Regions from separate parts of the Zea mays genome. Here region 2 is linked to region 1. Evidence: chromatin contacts called from public Hi-C data. All regions are on one chromosome and are shown on one strand. The core of a region is the stretch at or near the end of the contact, and the rest is flanking DNA. Distances in the headings are between cores, read along the strand shown.

Region 1 (2,883 bases), core at 129-2,628:
TTGCCTCATCTCATGTGTCTTGCATCTTTGTGTGCGTTGTTTTCAGGTCGGGCGACCAGCTGGTCATTCCAGAGGACCGACCAGGCGCCTAATCACGATTAGGGCGACAATTAGGACGCTTAATCGGTCCTGGTCGACCTCTGGTCGTCCCCTAATCGTCCTATATATTTCTGGGCATATGTATATATAATATGATATATGTATATATAAGCAATACTGCAATAGGCATTATATAAGTCTGAAAGTATGAAATTGAAACTGAGTAACAGACTGAAAGGCAATATAGACATATAGCACTATAGCAGAACTGAAACTGAAATATGGAATACAAGGCTACAAGCAGTAATGCAGTACCTACTACCTAGAGCATATCATCATCCAAGCAAAAAGCAGCAGCAGCTTCTCCAACAGATTCAGATTCATCAGAATTTAGACAATAGGAAAGATAGGAAAGGGGGAGAAGGGGGAACCTTGAGATGAGGAGCTCATCTCGTCGCTAGTGTTTTGGAGACGCCGCCGGTGTTCTTGAGCTGCTGCTGGTGTTCTAGAGCCGCAGCCTATGTTCTGGACTCGGCAGAGGAGAGGAAAAGTTTCAAGGGGCGGTGGCGCATTGCCTTTATACTACTGTAGATGGGCCGAAAAAATAGAAGCCCAGTAGCCCACTAGAAAACCCTAGCCGCCTGGACAAATCCTGGTCGATTTACCATCTAGTCGGACGACCTGATACTCTAGTCGAGTCATCCGGCTGATCGGCCACTACCAGGCGACCTGCCCGACTAATCGCGATTAGTCGGATGACTTGAAAACAGTGTTTGTGTGCACCATATCTTTCATGATTATCATGCACTATGTAATTTATTTTACATATGACCCTGTTAATATAGTTGTATTTATAACATACAAATGTTGAACTAAATTAAACTATTCTCGTTGACATTTTTTTATGTTAGTATGTACTTTATAGTGCTGCACTGCTGGAAGTGGCTTTATTGCTCAAATGGCATATTCGCAACACCATGTAACTACATAATGCTGTGACTGGCATAGTTATTAAGGCGATTGACCCTTTTTTTACCTTTTAAACGGAAAGGCGTAAGGCGAGGTGACGCCTTACTCCTATATAAAATATATAAAGATAGGAAAATATAAGAATTAAGTGAGGTGTTTATAGAAATATATAATATAATATACTTGCACACAAAATTTAGGTTCTGAACGTCCATCTAGAAGCCCATTGATTCATAAACTGTGAAAAAAAGAAATAGAAAAGAGAAGGAAAAAAGAATGGTATGGACTTTTATTTGGTGGCCCATCTAGAAGCCCATTAATCACAGACACATCCGTCCTAACCTTTTCACTACTCCCGCTCCCTCCCCCACGGCGCTCAGCACGCAAGTGCGGCCTGCAGTCCTCCGTACACCGGCCGGCGTGCCCCAAGCGTGACCGTCGCGCGCCTGCGACTTCCGCCGTGCCCCTGCGACCTCCGCCGCCGCGCCTTACGTCCGTGGGCAAGGCGAGCTGGACGCCTTGCCATCCAAGCGCGCCTTAACGCTTTAGTGTCGCTTCAGCGACGCCTTAGTAAGCATGGTGACTGGCATATGCATCCGTGAGTTGAGACATGAAACCTTCCACTGAGACTGGCTTTAGGAAAAAGTCTATATAACCCCGTAACCTAATGTTGTTGCTCTACTCACCGCCTAAGTGCCTAACTTATATAACCCCCCATGAAACCCAAATTGTAATGCTGCATTGTTGCTATAATTGCTACTGTGATTACATAACTGTTCCTAAACTAGTAGGACATTTGTTCTAGACCTACATCCATCTCCATTTATCATGTTCTGCCCTTAAGATGCGGTTTGTCTATGCTCCAAAAAAAATTATCTTGGAAGAATTGCTATGAATGTGGCTGCCTGCTAACCACCTGTTCCATTATGCTTTTCTGAATGTGCAGTGTAGCATGATGTATCGATCGAATCTGATATCCTCATCTTTGTCAAACCAGGTTTGGTTGATGCCAGCTTATGGAATTCCCTCTCTTTGGCTTCACACTGGATTTTAGTGGACTGCTTCAGAAGTTTTTACTGGAGTAATCTTCACTCTCTTCAGAGATCGAGTTTATAGCCGTGCGTGTGTGCTCGCTCTCTGTTTTCTGGCCATCGTACTGGAAAACTGGAACCCCTTTCTTTTGGTTTTCATGTACAGAATGTAAATGATACTGTAAAGTTTCGGTTAACAGATTGATGATGGTCTTGATTATAGTGCCGCAATGTGTGCTCCAAATAGGTTTGGACATTATTATTATTGGATCCATGTCATTATAATTCTCTAAGTTTTGAATGGCGCTATTATAATTCGTATATTCGGAGGTCTACCATTTTAATTCTCTCTTCTTAATCGCCATTACAATTTGTCAATTCGGAGATCTGCCATTATAATAATCTCTCTCCACATCCATGGCATTTCGGACACCTGCCGTATACTGGTATATGAGTTCACTGTCACTGTCAGTCGTGTATGCGTACCGTATAGGAACATCTATGCGCGTCTGTCAACTTTGTTAGACTGAGACCATCGTCTCTCTCTTTCCCTTTCTCAATAATGAACCCTAGTCCCCTCTTCAAAAACGATGAACGTAAGCTTTGTTAGACTGAGACCATCGTCTGTCAACGTTTGGCGATTCAAGGTGGTGGAGATGACGACCGAAGGCGGCAGCACCGGTGGTGAGGTAAGCTTTGAAGGCGTCTAGCGTTAGCGGATCTAGAAGGACCAAGCAGTCGGAGACGAAGGACCAGTGGTCGTAAAGTGTCCGTACAACATGGCGGTTAGATTTGTTGCCATTATTGTCTTGGCCTCTGGTAGCTCGTGTTGTTTTCTCTTTAC
Region 2 (2,883 bases), core at 219-2,718, 340 kb before region 1:
ACTTTCGATCCTCAGTTTTTCTCAAGTCATGTAAATGCTGCAGCGTCTGAATAGCCACAGGCAGTGGATTCTACAAAGAATAGGCGTAAACTGAAGTTCATTGGAAAATGGAGATAAATCTCACCCTGCGGTGGCAGCAACACGATCCTCCTCCTTGGCATCAGAAGAAAGATCAACATGGTAGACAGGAAAAGTCAATACGACACCCAGGTGATTCGACATGAGCCGGAACGGTCTAGTAAGAACTGCCTTCCCCGATGCTCTTGACCTCAAAATGTTCTCGCGGTCCTCCTGCAGCAGCAGTGAAACACATCCAGGTTCAGAACCAACACCGGCAGAGGAAAAAAAACTGTATCCCAGTGCAAGAAACGAACAGGAAACTTGGCCGCAGACCTCGCCGGACATCATGTCGAGCCCCTCAATGTAGGAGACGGTCTCCTGCGAGTAGACGACCGGCGCGTACTCATCCTGCACCGGGGACGGCTCGTGCTTCATGGTCTTGATGATCCAGCCCTGCTGGCGCTCGAAGCTCTCCCTGTCGCCGTGCACCACCCGCTGCGCGTACGCCACCCCGCTCAGCAGCGGCCGCTCGAACGACGTCCTGGCGGTGTAGTCCGCGAACGTGTTCTGCAGAACAAATCGGCAGAAAATAAAGCCTGCAGCCGACAAATGAAACGGCCGAACAGTACTAATCTGCACCGGCAAATTACACGCGCGCGCACCAAAAAAAAAAAGAGAGACAAAGAGAGAATTCCATTTAAGAAGTGGCACGGTCTGCGCACAAGGGAGGAGGGAACCATGGACTCGACAGTAATAATTAAATGAAGTGGAAACAGCAGCAGAGGCAGAGTAGGTACTAGGAGTACATGGGAACATAACATGGTCGAGGCGGAGCAAGGATTTCCATAGACGGCGAGACACGCAGTTAACCGCGCGCGCAGAGCAGAACGAAAGCCAGAGAGAGATCGCGCCCACAGGTACTAGGACGAAAGAAGCAGTGGACCGACGTAGGCCGTCGTAGAGGCAGGCGGCGGATGGCGCACGAGGCTCTCTCTCTCTCTCGCTCGGCGAGGGATGGAGTCATGGAGGGAGGCGCGGACCTGGTCGAGCGCGGGCGGGCGCTTCTCGTAGTGGAAGGTGGCGACGAGGATGGCGAGGGCGTGGACGTGGTTGACGGAGACGGCGAACTGGTCCTGCAGCATGCGCGCGCGCTCCTCGCACATGCTGACGAGCCCCTCCTCCGCCTTGCGCAGCGCCGCGTGGCGGAAGTAGGAGTGCAGGAACACCCCGAGCGCCAAGGCCCCCAGCACCCACACCAGCACCGCTACGGCGATCAGCTTCGCCTTCAAGGTCCACCCGCTGCCATCCTCCGCGTCCTTCCCCGCCTCCTCCGCCGGCGCCGGCGCCGACACCGCCGCGGCCTCCCCTCCGCCTCCGCCTCCGCCTCCCACCCCCATCCCAGGGGCCAGGGCAGGTCCCCGCCGCCGCAGCAGCTCTCACATACGCTGCACCGCAGGCCACCGACCGACCACTCCTCTGCTTCCGCCGTCCGGCGCCCACGCCGCCTCCTCTCCGCGAGAATCCGAGCTCTCCTCTCCCGCTGCTTTGATGTGTTATTTTGGTGTGTGTGTCAGTGTGTGTGTGTTTTTTGTTGGCTTGCGGCTTTTCGCGACGGGGAGAAAGCAGCCGGGCTTCGAGTGAATCGAATTTCCTGGATTTCACGAGATACGCTGCCACTAAAATAACACCGTGGTTTATTTTTCCTCTCTCTCTCGACACTGCGGGCGGGCGGGCGCGCGCGATGGGGGTGTGGGCATGGGTCCCGGGCTTTTGCGCCTCACTCCACTCGCCCACCCCACCCTACCCCGGCGCCGTCGCCGGTGGCCGCGGCTTGTGTTGTTGCCCCGTTGCTTTCCAGCCCCACTCCCTTTGCCGTCCGCCGGGCTCGGACACTGCCGAGGCCGAGCCAGCCGGCCACGGGGGGCGCACCGTGTACTCTGCACCCCTGGTGATTGGTGAGTTCGTTCGGGCTCTCCTTACGTGGTTGGTGGGGCCGAGCGGTCGCGGGCAGTGGTTGAGCAGGCGTGAGCGCGCGTCGCCGTCTCGTGTGATTTTGTTGCATTGCCTGGCCGGCCGGCCGGACGGCCTGCCAGGCGGCAGCCCGTGCCCGCGTGGGCTGGGGCCTGGCCTGGGGGTGGGAGCCGGGCAGGCGGCGCGGCGGGGAAACGCAAATCTGGCGCCGCGGCCCGGAAAAGGCTGTGCGACCTGCAAGTGCAAGGGGGAGGGAGGGAGGGAGTGCGGGAGCATGAGGCGGTGGTCGTCAACAGTCAACAATGCGCCATGTCCCCGGCCGGACAAATCTTTCTGCCGATGCGCTCTGCTTGTGCTTTGCTCCGCTTCGTGGTCGTGGCTGCCATCACTGATGCTCTGTCAAAAACATGGGTGAAGTGCGATTACTGGTCAGGAAACCCTTTCTGTCCCCTCTTCCATTATTCGGTTCCAAAGACAAAGAGCCTCTCTCTCTTTCTCTCTCTCTACCTTGAGCGGCATGCAGCTGATTACTGCACCTTGTTTTTCTTCGTACTGAGATTATTGCGCGCTTTTGCCTGGCCCTGGCTCTGGCCCCCGAGAGGCCGAGATTATTGCACCGGGCTCGCGTTTGGTCGCAGGATAGTGGAGCAGCAGTTCGTGCGTGCGGCCTCGAAGCGTAGTATTCTTATTATTAACCGCGGGAGCAAGGCTGTCACGTAGTTTGGCCACGTGTTCTAAAAAAATATTTGCCGTCCGATCCAAGATCAACGCTGCACGTTAAGTGTTTGTATACGGCATCTACGGTGTCCTGGAAGTATCCGGAGATCGCCATATGGATAAAAAAGGAAAGCC

What was found. A called contact is a pair of places that touch in the nucleus more often than the background predicts.
Region 2: a contact with region 1 is called in a Hi-C map of ear, with 1.4 times the contacts expected there. The contact joins the promoter of LOC732762 here to the enhancer-like site in region 1. A contact is called at or near these places in 3 of 25 Hi-C or Micro-C datasets (ear, leaf and tassel).

What each region holds. Positions count from the first base shown.
Region 1 is chr1:275,102,391-275,105,273 of Zm-B73-REFERENCE-NAM-5.0, reverse strand. It overlaps LOC100275187 (vam6/Vps39-like protein), which reads left to right. Exons shown (of 13, transcript NM_001351046.1): 13 at 2,006-2,315. Among protein-coding and RNA genes, the nearest start is that of LOC100275187, 20 kb to the left of the region's middle. Within about 2 kb of position 1,378, at least 15 of the 20 cell types and tissues checked have an H3K27ac peak or open chromatin away from gene starts, as enhancers often do. A contact at or near this core is called in ear, leaf and tassel, where this site is marked.
Region 2 is chr1:275,446,301-275,449,183 of Zm-B73-REFERENCE-NAM-5.0, reverse strand. LOC732762 (histidine kinase4) reads right to left here and starts at 1,468. Exons shown (of 11, transcript NM_001112388.2): 1 at 1,101-1,468; 2 at 394-627; 3 at 125-291. The coding sequence starts at 1,457. It overlaps LOC103643911 (a long non-coding RNA gene), which reads left to right and starts at 2,655. Exons shown (of 2, transcript XR_561378.4): 1 at 2,655-2,883.